Regions from separate parts of the Ovis aries genome. Here region 2 is linked to region 1. A link is a contact called in public Hi-C data. All regions are on one chromosome and are shown on one strand. The core of a region is the stretch at or near the end of the contact, and the rest is flanking DNA. Distances in the headings are between cores, read along the strand shown. Region 1 holds the start of MSN (moesin). Region 2 overlaps MSN (moesin).

The links. Hi-C and Micro-C count contacts between places; a contact is called where the count stands out from the background.
Region 2: a Hi-C map of blood shows a contact between it and region 1, with 1.9 times the contacts expected there. The contact joins the enhancer-like site here to the promoter of MSN in region 1. A contact is called at or near these places in 5 of 16 Hi-C or Micro-C datasets (blood, skin fibroblasts and tail adipose tissue).

What each region holds. Positions count from the first base shown.
Region 1 is chrX:47,967,304-47,974,360 of ARS-UI_Ramb_v3.0, forward strand. It overlaps MSN (moesin), which reads left to right and starts at 3,717. Exons shown (of 13, transcript XM_012106591.4): 1 at 3,717-3,915. The coding sequence starts at 3,904.
Region 2 is chrX:48,012,437-48,019,493 of ARS-UI_Ramb_v3.0, forward strand. All of the region lies in intron 1 of MSN (moesin), which reads left to right. Among named protein-coding and RNA genes, the nearest start is that of MSN, 45 kb to the left of the region's middle. Within about 2 kb of position 3,030, at least 12 of the 54 cell types and tissues checked have an H3K27ac peak or open chromatin away from gene starts, as enhancers often do.

The DNA.
Region 1 (7,057 bases), core at 2,467-4,966:
TCAAAAAATTTCCAGCCTTACTACTAAGAAGCAGAGCCAGAGAGAAATTTTTTTCCCTCTCATTGTGGTCCATTAGTATGATTAATAATAAATATTCAACCCAAACTTACGTTTTTCTTTCCAAGAAGTAGGTAGAAGATGGTTTAAAAGCAAGATTTCTCTACTGCTCAGTTTCTACTCTCAGCCATATTATAGCAAGAAGACTTCTTCCCTTTGGGGAGATAAGAGTATATTTTTCTGTTATTTTCTTGTTTGTGTAAAGGGCACAGCTAGACCAATGCTTGGGCTGCTGATCCAAGGGAATTAAGAGAGAGAGAAGGACTTGGAGTGTGTAGCCTCAAGCTTATGTTTGTCCTCATCTCTCTGATACATATCTCTTCTATGAATGAAGGAGAAGAACAACTCAGAGGCTCAATTAATTCCTTAACCAAGCATCAGCCAAGAGCAATTGTGCAGAGTTAAGCTGAAGAAATCAAATTTAGATGTAAAGAAGGACTTTCTAACAGTGATGAAAATGAAAAGCAGCCCTCTGAGTGATGGGAAACTTTCAACTGTTTACCATCCAATGGACTGGGTGGAGGAGGGGGAGGGCTTTTTTTATTCAAAGTACTCCTGGCATTCAAGACTACTCCCTACCTACTTACTCTCTGATATTGCTTGTCCTGCACTATTGTGTCCTCTGAAAGAGGAATGCAATTTAGAATGCAGGAGCTTGTTTACTGCAGTGAGCTTATATCTTGAGTGGGAGGTGATTACAAGTTCAATCTCATTTCTCTCTTGAGCTTGACATAGGCTTTCACATAAATCAGCCTTATGCAGTTCCTGCTTGCTGTTTCTTAACTCTCACATTCAGAGTTTGCTGCAGCTCTGGAACGTCCTAGCCCCTTAGGAATCCTGAGCCTTTCCACTAGACTCCATGTATGGACCTAGAGCTCAGGTCAAATTTCTCCTTTTGTATCTCCTACTCCTGATTCAGACACCTCCACCCTAGCTTCATTGGACTCCACTTTGAGAATGTCCCTGTACTGCCTCTCATCTAGTTTTACTGCTTGAAAAAAAATTGCCTGTTCCTCCTTGAACTTTGAATTTAGTTCTTCTAAATACCCAGGTGTCTTCATACCTCTTATTTCCCTTACCCAGCCAACATATGAGGGGATGTTTAGCCCTTATTTTTACGTCTTCTCTCTACAAACACTGGAATAAACCTCATCATATCTGAATCTAATTGTTGAGATTACTTTGGCCCCAAGAAGACTGAAGTAACTCAATTCACATGGGATCATGGTCGGGTGCAGGGTAGGTGGGAGGGTTCGGAAGTTCTGGCCATACAGGTATGACATATTTTACAAAGAGGTAAAAACAAAGGTGTGTTTCAATGGCCATCCTGAAGAACAAGAGAGCACCTCAGCTTCCTCTGCTCTGCTTTGGAGACATGGAGATATCAAATATAGGTCCCTCCTAGCCAGGACGTTTCAAGTTTAACCTTCAAACAATGTTCAGTCGCTTGACCTGTAATCACCATACCAAGCTTCTGTCTGATAAAGTAGGGGTGACACTACTCTTCTGGTTCTAGTCTTCAAAAATTCTTGCTTGTATTATGGAAACAGCTTAACTGAGTTCTTTGTCTTCTCTATTACTTCTGAATCCATTCTCCACACTGGTTGCCGGATCTTGAGTAAGTTCTTTCCTCTTTTGGATCCTCAGTTCCCTTGACCTGAATGAGGTCTAGACTAAACACTCACTGATAGCCTATGTTTTCCTCCCATTCCCCACCCTTCTCCTCCCCAGGGGGCCAACCACCTCCTCCTCTCTCAGCCTCTCTTTCCATCAATCTCCTTAACGTCTGAACCCTTTGACTTCCTTCCCCTCACTTGAACTCCTGAGTCTCTTTTCCCTTTTAATACTGTGTTCAGATGCTTGACATTCCCTAACCAGTCTGTGTGTGTGTGTGTGTGTGTGTGTGTGTGTGTGTGTGTGTGTGTGTGTGTGTGTTTGGGGCATGGCATGTGGGGAATGACACACAGGGACTTTCCACTTTCCAGGATGGATAATGAAAGTTGGAGTTTCCAATCAACTTCCCCTCCCCTTTTAAGCACATAGCCTAGTTCTAGGCCCTTGTAGGCTCTAGAATATGAATGCAGGAATCAGTGAGTTCCTTGAACTCCTGGAGGAAAAGGGCCACTGCAATGTCAAGGAACATGATTGATGTCGTTGCTACCCATGCTGCTGAGGCTTTCTGGGGTGTGCTGTTCTTCCTTGGGTCAACTGCTCAGCTCCAGAAAATGGTTTGGGCAGGGAACTTTGCTTACCCTAACACTTATCAATGAATCTTGACAGCAGTGGGAGAAGCTGAGGCACATTGACACATGGACCCCGTTGAGCTAGGAAAGCAGAGGAGTACAGAATAGGACTGCTGACTCCTGAGAGAAAATGCAAAGCCAGTCCTTATGAAACACTGCTAGACTCATCCATTGTCCTAGGAAATTTACTTCCTTTCTTATCCTTTTATAACGTCAGACTGGGAAAGGACCTTGGAAGCCCAAGAGTTCAGCCCTTTCTTATTACAGAAGGGGAACCTCAAGCCCAAAGAGGGGACAGGGCTTATCCAAGGCTACATAGTGGTCAGAGGGGGAGTTAATGGCAAAGCTATGACTAAAATCCAGATGTCGTGACCATCCCTCCCAAATATCTTTTTCACTGCCCCAAACTGGCTCATCATCCCTGAGGTATACATTGCCCTACCTCACAAAAAATACTCAGACCATGCCTCCACACAGTTACCAGTGGATACGAGAAAGGATAGCTATGGCCCATCACTTTCAAACTAAAGCTCAGACTTAACTAGATGACTGCTACAGTTTAGAACACCTCTATGCTGGGATTCTGTGACCTTGACAAGAAGCAGGAAGGGTTCTGGCAGACGTATCTTAAAGGAATGGACTAGGGTGTATCTAACCTGGCGGAATTACCAGAAAGTGAATCACATATCAGTAAATATGTTGCAGTGGGACTACAGGATCAGGATTTCAAAAAGTTGGAGACTGGTATTTGAAGGAAGGAAAGTGAATAGAGGACAGATATAGGAAAAAGGAGTCCATTTTTGATAAAAAATGAGGATTGAGCAAGGATGGGGACAAACTATGATGGGAAAAGTCATACAGAATTCTGCAGAAGAGAACTGATGAAGCGTTGGAGAACCTGAGGCTGGTTAGCCAAGAGAAGAGAAGTTTCAGGCGAACATGAGATCTTCAGATCTCTGAGTTGTTTGGCAGAGTAGTAGATTTGTGTGGCCTCAGTTGAGATCCATAGGTGGAACCACAGAAGAGTTCAGATACACGCAGGAAGAACTTTCGGAGAGTCAGAGCCCTTTTGACAGGTAGTGAACTCCCATTAGTGTAAAGTTGTAGTCAGGGCTGTAAGCCTCTTTCCAGGGTGCGGCCTAGGGCCCAGCCCTACTTGGGAGGTGGCGCCGGATGGCCCGGATGCGAAGGGCCAAGGTCTGTGAAGGGAGTGAGAGAGGAGGCAGGCAGGCCTGGGTGAGGGCTGGGATCGCCCACTGAGGCGCCCAGGCCCAGCCAGGCCCCCAAGTAGCTGGTGTGGCCGGGCAGGGCTGGTTTGGGCGGGGCGAGGCTGGCGGCCGGCTAGAAGGCGGGCGCGAGGGCGGGGAGCGGCGCGGAAGCCCGGCCACATAAAGGAGCGGGCGGTACGACAGGGGCGGCTCTTTCCTGGGTGGGGTTTGTGAAGTCGTGGCCCGTTAGCAGGAAGCCGAGCAGTCGTCCCGACGCTAGAGAGAGACCCAATCCGAGCCCCCGGTCCCCGGAGTCAGCCGTGTGTACTGCGTGCTCAGCGCCGTCCGACAGCTCCTGGCCAAACTTCGCCAACTCTGCTCCCTTTGTCGCCACCATGCCCAAAACGGTGAGTGTCTGGGGTGGGCGCTGCCGGCGCTGGGGGCTCTTGCTGACCCTCGTAGCGCTTTGCCGATGGCCGGGGTCTTGGCCAGCCACGCGTCGGGTCGCGCTGCCGCGCCCTCGGCCGAGGCCTGGAGCAGGGAGGACGAGGGGCGGAGTCCAGTTCTGGCGCGTCCTGGAGTGTAGAGGGGTCCCGGGGTAGAAGTGTGGGTCGGGCGGGGCCGGCCTCTTTCTCAGATTCTAGTTCCTTGTGTCTGGAATGCCATAGTAAGGAAGATTTCCTTAAGGGCCCAAGGTCTCTTTTTACCCCCGAAGGGCCCTGGGCGCAGGGTAGAGAATTCTCATCCGGAGGAAAACAGTTACCTCAGTCCAGGAATTGGCGCTTTTATGGGGCCAGGCTGCCTCAGACCAGGATGGGCCATGGGAACCGAGAAGCAAGTAGAAGGGTGGGAGCTGCTCAGGGCGGATCCCGCACCCCCACTCACCTTTCCCACAGCCTCCCCAGGAAGCTTCAGCTGTTTCCCACTAGAAGAGGAGAGTTGTGGACAGACTCATCGAGGCCACTTACTCTTGCCCAGGAGCGCTAACACTTCACTAGACACCAGTCTGAAAGGAGGGAAGAAGACTTTGAGGAGAAGACTGGTTTTTTCCTTCTCTTCACTCGCCAAATCCCTGCCTTTCCCATTACTCACTGGCTATTTCCTCCTGTCTACTCCAGACTGTTCTGTGAGGTGTGGACTCTTCTGTGGGGCCACACCTTTCTCGAGTGGTGGTAGCTTCTAGGATCTGGTCTCCACCCCACTGTTTTGAGAAGAGAAGAAGCCTCCTGGGAGTGGGGCCTAGGGGGGCCGGATGCCCAGGAGGGAGGGGGGAGGGATGTGCCTGAATAATGAGCCCTGCTTGCTTTTGTGCAAGTCATGCCAAATGGCTGCCGAGGCCCTTCCCTTGCTCTGGAAGGCTGGGTGACCACCCTGGCTTGAATCTCTTAGGCCAAGCAGCTTGTTGCACTGGCTTAGGCTATGCAGTTCTGCCAGACCCTTCTTCTGAGGACAGCCTGAGCCTTGTAGAACTGAGATAGTGACTAGCAGTGGTGGGGAGGACTGAGGGTCCCTAAAAGAAATGGCTGGGGGACAGTACTTTGGGTGTGTGCTGAGCTTTGGTTGCCACGTTGCTGTGTTCCAGCCTCACTGCCAAGTGATTCTTTCCTTTCCAGAACCCTGTCCTTCAGAAACAGCAAGTTTTCAACAAGTGTATACTCCCACCATCTTCATCTTTTCATTGTTCATGGTTTTATGAGATGGGGCTTTTCCACACACTCCCCACTCCCATCCCACATACACACAAAGTGAGAGAGAATGGTTTTGAAAAAAGAGGGAGTGGGGGAACAGTCTCTGCCTTACAGAGGATTATAAAATTCCTTCCAGGACCCTCTCTTTGGTTTTATCTCTGTGGTTGACTCCCTGGCTCTTCTTCAGGTGTGTCTTTGCCTAAATAGGTGTGTGGATCTCTGGGAATTGACTGTGCCCTGCAACACATGTGGTATCTCTCATCCTCAGTTCTGAAATATCTATTATTTAAATGCAACTTTAATGGGCCTGAAAATGGTTTCAGAGTTTTCTAAACCACCATATCTCAGTGAAAAGTGGCAAAGAAGACAGCATGGTGATCTTCTTCCTGTTGTGGAGAGAGACTGGAGTATGGGCTGTTGGAGGTCAGGCCTAGGGTAGTGAAAGTATTTTTATGCAGACTGACTGAATCATGCTGGAAGGAGAGGGCTAAATTTTGATAGACTGGAAGCTTTGGAGAATTTCCCATGCTTTTTGCTTCAAAGAAAGTTTAACTTAGGAGAAACAACTGTATTATGCCTGTTAAGACCATGGAATCTTAACCTGAAAGGACTTTACACACTATCTAGTAGGTCTCTCTCTCAACTAATGAGGATATTTAGGCCTAACAGGAAAGGACCTACCACCTAAGGGCACATGATGACAGAATCAAGATTGGGGTCCATGCTTCTTGATGCTCATCCCATTGACCCTCTATTCTCACTTACTGAAGTATTATTGAAGTTGAGCCCCTTCTCTTGCTCAAAGCAAATTTTGAGGACTTTATTTTCAGGACTCTCTGGTCCTTAGATAAAAGGAAGTGGATGATTTGGGCAGAGTAACTAATGTTGGTATTTGTGTGGTCTCCTGGTGAGTGTTCCAGGTGTCACAAGGTGCCTCTTGTTACTTTTCTCATTCCTTATCCCACTGTTGAGGTATCCAGGGGCACACTTCTAGTTCACTGCATACCAGCTAGTAACTTTAATAAAGGGAGAAAATTCCTTATTTTCCATTCCTTCTTCACTAGTGTGTGTGTGTGCATACTCAGTCACTAAGTCATGTCTGACTCTTTGCACCCCCTGGACTGTAGCCTGCCAGACTCCTCTGTCCATGGAATTTTTCAGGCAAGAATACTGGAGTAGGTTGCCATTTCCTCCTCTAGGGGATATTCCCAACCCAGAGATCAAACCCACATCTCCTCCGTCTCCCTCATTGGCAGGAAGATTCTTTTACCACTGAGCCATCTGGGAAGCCTACTTCACTAGTGTGTTTTAGGTTACTTCTGGAGCATGACAGATAAGGAAGATAGTGGAAAAATGAATTCATTCATTCATATGAACCAATGTCTACAGTCTGTCCAGGATTGGTTTCACTTTTACAGCCCATTTTCTTCCTTAGTCACCTCAGTTCAGTTCAGTTCAGTCGCTCAGTCATGTCCGACTCATTGCGACCCCATGAATCACAGCACGCCAGGCCTCCCTGTCCATCACCAACTCCCAGAGTTCACTCAGATTCACATCCATCGAGTCAGTGATGCCATCCAGCCATCTCATCCTCTGTCGTCCCCTTCTCCTCCTGCCCCCAATCCCTCCCAGCATCAAAGTCTTTTCCAGTGAGTCAACTCTTCGCATGAGGTGGCCAAAGTACTGGAGTTTCAGCTTTAGCATCATTCCTTCCAAAGAAATCCCAGGGCTAATCTCCTTCAGAATGGACTGGTTGGATCTTAGTCACCTAGCTCCCTTTAAATCTGTTAAAACATGCCTTTCTGCATCCCTGCCCCCAACCAAATCTTGTATTCTGTGCCTCTACTTGCCAGTTTCCTGA
Region 2 (7,057 bases), core at 1,780-4,279, 44 kb after region 1:
TCACCACTTGTTGTTCAGTCACTCAGTTGTATCCAACTCTCACCATGGCTGATTTCAAACTACCAACATAGGATCCTTGAAGGAGGACTTATACAGAGATCAGCTCTAGTGTAAGTTGGTTCCAGTGCACTGTTATTGATTACACCTATCTTAGAGTCCCCAGCCTGTTCCCAACTTCAACCTGTTCATATCTGTATGCAAATACAAGGCTTGCTCCCTAAGTTCCCACAGCATCCAGGAAAGGGAGAGTATCATTTAAGGTCTGCTCCTTGCCTGAAAGTTCTCCCAAGATAGAATGTTTAAGGGGCATAGAACTTGAGAAGATTTTGGTTGAGGCTCTAATTAGAGTATTTTTGATCAATGTTGTTGGGCTGCTGAGGTATTTGTACCAGTTGTTTCCTTCCACCATCTAATTCTTAACTAGATGGGAAGATAGTGCAAGGCTCTGGACAATGGCCTGAGGGTTTGGTCTTTCCAGAAAGCACTCAGCTTACTGTTTGAAATCCCAAAGCCTCTCCTTCCTCTCCTGCCTATAGAGCCTGCTCTGCTGGGTTCTAACCTGAAGGTCCCAACTATGAGGATCTCCGGGCTAGAAAGTATTTTGGAGGATGGGAGATCTGGTTTGACCTCTCATCTCATCTAAATAGCATCTATGCCAGGTGATGTTTCTTTAAACTTCCCAGAGGATAAGACTCACCTGGGACAAAACTACTGCTTTCCAAGCTCCTCCTCTGAAGTGTCTTTTTCAGTAAGCTTGGAGTGGGGTCCAGGAATCTAGATTTTTAAACTAGATTTTAAACTAGTGCCCCAAATGATTCCCAACAGTTAAGTTTGGGAAATACCACATTGCCACTGCACAATCCTCTGCCACATGGGTGTCATTTTGTCCATTTTACAGGTAGGAAGATTGAGAGATCATGGCTTGTTTTTGGCAGAGCTCGATCCTGCCCTCAGGTTTTTAGAGTGCATAGCTATGTTCCTTCTACAAGAGAGGAATTACTTTAGTAGGTAGAGAAATTGCTTTAGTGTGTAGAGAAATTACTTTAGCCCCTGATCTTTTGTGGAGGTAAGCTGCATTTAACTCTGGAGAACCATTCACTAGGCCCACTGGCCTAGATGTCCCTGTAGTTACTGCTATCTACTTGGCTTTGTTTCCCCTTCAATCGAGCATCTGGCTGTCCATATTGACTGTTGACACCAGCCCTTGAGAGGCTGTATTCCATGCCAGAGGTTCGCAAATTTGGCTGGGCCTTAGAATTATATGAAGGTCTTAATTCTGATGCCTGGGTCCTGCTTCTTATATAATAATAAATCATGATCTCTGTGGGTGGGGCCAGGAAATCTGTCTTTGAAATTTTTCCCAATTGATGCTGATTAGCCTATCTACAGACCCAGTTTGTGATTTTTCTGGATACCAGCTGAAGGAGTTTGGATGTTTTGGTGGGTTGTGCTGGAGGGCTGGGAACCTGTGTATATTAATGGGACACAACTAGAGAAAATGGCAAGGCAGAGCATAGGATGAGGAAAGAAGAGCAGGCATCCTTTAAAAAGACAAGGTAGCCTAGGTGCTCTGTTGTATTCTGCCTCACTTCAGGGCTCTGCTTCTTGGGGGGAAATCCCTATCCCTCCCAAGAGAAAAAGCATTTAAAATAATGCAAGGATGTGTGTGTTTCTGCCTGATATGCATGGCTTCAAATTGTCTAACTAACTAGAAATCTAATCATATTTTAGAGTTTCCCCCAAAATCAAAGGGCCCTTAGGCTAGAAGGGCCCTCTGCAGGTCTTCTTGGCAACCCATAGCCCTTCAGTGTAGTCAAACCGGCTTTAAGTTCAAATTATTCTGGAGAGATTAAATATTTGCAATAACATGGCTAAAAGTGGAGGTGCTAGTAATCATCACATTCTACTTATGATATGCCAAGTACTTTCTTGTCTGTTATTTTAACTTAAAATCTCCTAATAACCCTGTTGTGAGGTTGATATTATTAGGTTCATTTTATATATTAGAAAACTGAGTTTTAGAAACAGGAAAGTAAGAGAGACTCTAAAGCATCTTTCAGCTATACCAAGATTTATTTCTCAAAGGACTGAGACCATTATTTCTAGGATAAGGACTCCAGTTTTGTGAGTCCCCTAGATGCCAGGTTTGACTGTTGGCATACCAGCAAGGTTGGCAGGAAGCCAACCGTAGCTTAGCTCTGGGACCAAAAACAGAGCTTTTTTTTTTTTTTTTAAATTGGAGTATAGTTGACTACTATATATCAAAGAGATAACAGTGTGCTAGTTTTAGGTATACAGCAAAGTGAATCATTGATTATTTTCCCATGTAAGTCTTTACAGTGTATTGAGTGCTATACAGTAGGTCCTTATTAGTTATCTATTTTATATATAGCAGTGTGTGTGTGTATGTGTGTGTGTGTGTCTGTGTGTGCACACGTGCACTCAGTTGTGTCTCTTTGCAACCCCATGGACTGTAGCTCGCCAGGCTCTTCTGTCCATAGGATTCTTAAGGGAAGAATACTGGAGTGGGTTGCCATGCCCTCCTCCAAGGGATATTCCTAACCCAGGGATTGAACCCGAATCTCCTGCATCTCCTGCATTGGCTGGTGGATTCTTTACCACTGCGTCACCTGGGAAGCCCATATAAGTAATACATATATATATATATATATATATATATATATATATATATATATATATACACACACACACATACACATATATATATGTTAATTCCAATCTCCCGATTTATCTCTATCCCTTCCTTATAACCATAAATTTGGAAAATAGAGTTTTTTTATTTAGCTGGAAGCCTTCTCTTGCCCCTACATAGTTGACTGATCCTGTCTTCAGCAGTTTTAACACAGGACAGGGCGGAAATCCCATGAGTAATGGATGGAATCCAAGCTGATTCTTAGGTCAGCTCCAGTGCCCTTCAGAGCTGGGATGCTGGAGGTTGCTGTGGTGTGTTTCTGAGCAGAGAGAATAGAGCCCTCTTCTGGTGTTCTGTGTGACTAGTGTCTCCAGGCAGCTGCAAATGGTCTGTGTTTCCAGTCTATAAATACTTCTTGTGAAACTTGTAGGCAGGAAGCTGGGTTAAGCAGGAAACTGATGCTAGTGACTGAAGCCCTGCTGGGTGTGGCCCCAGAGAGAGGCTTAATCCATGTGAGAGACTTATTAATGATAAGCCCTGTTTCCTTTAAATTCAGTGGCTTCAAAGTTTTATGAGAATTGAAGAAACTGTTGTTCTTGGCTACCTGGATATAAATCCATTCCTCAAATTCCCTGCCTCCTTCCCTGCTGTGTCATCTTCACCCTCTATACCTCCCTGCTCTGTCCCCACCTCCAGCTTGGGTCTTGGCTGTACCTGCTGCCAGAGACCTTCCCAATTAGTTGCTATCTAAGTTTTAAGAAGAAATAGGGGACCTTTTAGTTTCCTTCCTTGTGGTTATAAAAGGTTTAGTCTCTCTAGAATGAGTGATGGTGAATGTATCAGAACCTAAAAGTTAGGCTTGCCCTCTGTCATAAACTAGACTTCCATTCAGTGTCTGCTAATAGTTTTTAATGGAAGTAAGCTGGTTCTGCCTTCTCCACATAGTCTTTTCAGCTCAACATCCTGATTTGTCTACTGTTTTTTAAGTGCTAGGGTGTTTCTATTGCTTATTATGGCCAGTGAATCCAGAACAAGGCTTTTAATCCTTGCTTTCACACTGTCCAGCAGCTGTGTGACTCTAGGCCAATGCTTCCCCTTCCTTGGACCTCAGTTTCCTCAGCTGCATATTGTAGAATTTGAATCAAGTGATCTCTGAGGTTCCTTTCAGGTCTGATAGGTGGGGATTCTAGATTATTTATTCTGTTGGAGAATAAGAATGAGAAGTTCAGAAGGGTTTATTCTGAAGGAGCCAGATGAGGTTCTAGGATGAGTAGATTGAAATCTTGAGGAAATTTGAAGAGGAATGGCCATGCTAAGGAGCTTATAGGGCAGAACCCTGTGCCTAGGAGGAGAGATGAGTTAGGGTAGAGGGTAGGGGAATGGGTGGTGTTTGCTCCTGGGGTATGGTTTGGCTGAGCTGATTTTGAAAATAAGTCCTGGAGTTAGGTATAAATGGTGAGGAGCTAGTTTCCTTCCAGACCTTAATGTGTTGAGAGGCAGAGGGGGACTCTACCTCAGTCTCAGGTTAAGCAAAAGGCTGTGCAATTAAGGCTGGATTAATGGGAAAGCTGTAGCTTGCTAAGGTTTCTGATTGTTTATCTCCTTTTTACCTTTGGTCTCTGTCCTGAGCTCTCCTCACATAGCGACAATGTAATTATGTCCTCATTGTTAACAAAGGTTAGTTTTGTTTGAGGTTGCTGTCCCAAATATAACTGGGCAAGTAATACCCAGGCTCCAATATGCCCTTGTCTCCCAGTTGAAGTGATTCTTAGGGAAGGCGACTGATCAAAGCAAGTTAAAAGGAACCATTGTCTTCCGTGCCCTTTGCAGCAGTTAGAGTAACTAAAGAATTACTGCTGACCCACTAAAGGTATGAGTGTGTATGGGGTCCAGGTGGTCTCCTTTCTAGAACCTACTGGGGAAAAGCATGGCATAGGAAGGGTTAACCGTAGGCAGGTCTTGTTGTCTGTTTTAAGTAAGGGTCTGGCAATGGGCAAGAAGAGGTCAGAACAGATAACTGTACCAGGTCCCACTTCCAAGTCCACGGGAAGGGGCTGAGTTGCTGGGAAGTGAGTGAGTCAGTGGAGAAGGAGGAGGGGAAGGGAGAGGGGGAGAATGCCTCCTAGGCTAGAGATTAAAAGCAACCCTTGTTTTACCCCTTATGGAAAACAGCTGCTTGAGTCAGTGCTGTCATCTCAAGAGCCAAGACAGACCAGGCCCTGCCCTGCTTTAGCGATAGTTCTGGCAGCAGGAAATGGAGGATGCTAGAGCCTAAATAATGGGGAAAGGCAGTTTGAGTGACAATGTAGTTAGGGACTGCCCTCTGTCCAAGGAAGAGACTGAAGTTCTGGGGTTGCCCTAGTAGGGCTCATCCTACCTCTGGCCACCCTTATGCACTTACCTTTGCCTTCTCCATAGCAGCAATGCCACTGAAAGCCCAGAGGACTTGGGCCTTTGAAGAATGGGGAGGTGGAAGGTGAGAGGTGAGGTCATTGAGCTCAGACCCAATTGGGCTGACTCACAAGCTCTGTCCTGGCAAGGGGGCCTTCCCAAGTAATGCTTCACAGATATGCCCAGGTTCCCTTATACCGGAGTGTTTGGGCCTTAGCCAAAATAGTTGCCAAGGCATTGTCTGAAGTCAGCAGTGAAATCAGCATGACCAGAGAGGTAGGTGGAGTCAAGGATGGTGCTCTGGAATGTCCAGAAGGCCTGTCTTCACCACTTGCTGGCTGAGTAAGTGTGGTTTTAGTGATGTTAAGTGAGACTGTGAGTGAAGGAGCTTGGCGCATTGTTGTTAACATAATTTGTTCATTTCCGTCTTTATGTTACCTGCCTCTTTGCTCATCAGTTTCCTTATTCATGATGTGGAGTTGGTAATGCCAGTTCCTTCTGGCATACAGGTCCATTGTTCAGACAAGTCAGTTGTGATTATTTGACTCTGTCTCTGCTTTGTCCTCTGTGTGTCTGCATGCTCAGTTGTGTCTTGACTCATTGTGACCCCATGGACTGTAGCCCACCAGGCTCCATTGTCCATGGAATTTTCCAGGCAAGAATATTGGAGTGGGTTGCCATTTCCTCCTTAAGGCGATCTTCCCGACCCAGGAATTGAATCCACATCTGTTGCATCTCCTGCATTGGCAGGCGGATTCTTTACCACTGTGCCACCTGGGAAGCCATCCTCCAAATTCCTCTCTGGTAAAGAGCCTGTTATTGTAGTTCAGTAACATGGAGCAAATGAGAGGAAACTTTGTCCCGATCTACTCTCTGTGGCCCAGCTACTGCTCATCTGGGTACTCTTGGCCCTAGGAAATGAGAGAGTTCCTTATTTGAAGTTGGCCAGGTCTAGAGGGCAAAGTTCCCCAGCTGTTGCTGTCAAGGCAGAGGTAGGTAGTTATTTTCTTTTTTAGGCCAGCCAACTGGGGACATAGGAGAGATCCAGTTTTTTGAGGGCTTTGGATGACAGACTACTGAGATGGGCTATAGACCAATGAAGGGCTTGCTTGGGAATTGTCTGTATTCAATTTTTCAATAAATAACAGTGGATTTATTGTTCTTGGGCTAGGGGTCGGTGGGCTAGTGTATATAAGTGACAGCCCCCCCCCCCATCCAGACTCTTTTTGTTCCTTAAACGTTAAATGATTTCCAGAGACACAGTTTTCAAGGACAGGCTTAGACAGGGCCTTAGTTCTTATGCTGGGGACCACATCTTGAAATGCTATCTTACCCAGGCCAGCTCCTCCATTCCTGCTGAGCTGTGGGGCTGCCTGGGAACTTTCTGCTGACTTTGGAGGCTTTATCTTCAGGTTCTTGCCTTTCAAACTAGACTGCCCTCATCTCTTCATTGATAATGAAGAGGCCAGGCCCAAAAGGAAGGTAGTGGGTGCCCACTTATGTTAGCATCCTGTGTGGCAGTGGATCTGGGCCTGCAGCTCCTTATACACATTTGGGTCCCAAATTACTGTTAAGGAAAATGATTTTCTTTGATCACCATTTCTGCTCTATACCTATCACCTTCAGCCCTGGTCATGCTATTACCCTTGCTACCCCTACTGCCAACACACTGAAAATCAGGAGAACACAGACCCATGATCCTGTCTTCAAGACTCACATTTTATTCTGAGTTGAGTGGTGGCAAGAATAGAAGTCCCTTTGTATCGTGTTTGCTTTTCTTCTTAATTTTTTAAACCTAAAATTTTTTGTCTCCACAGTGAAGTTCAGGGAACCACAGGCTGCTTTCTCTCGAGATGTAGCCACAGTGGAATGACAGAAACTCTGAGAAGGGATTCTAGAGACATAGGTTCCAGTTTGGTTTCAACTGGACAGCATCAGATTGAAGGAGAGCTCTTTCTTATTCTGGGGCAATGCTCTATATATGATACAGGAAGTATGAACAGTTCTAGCTTC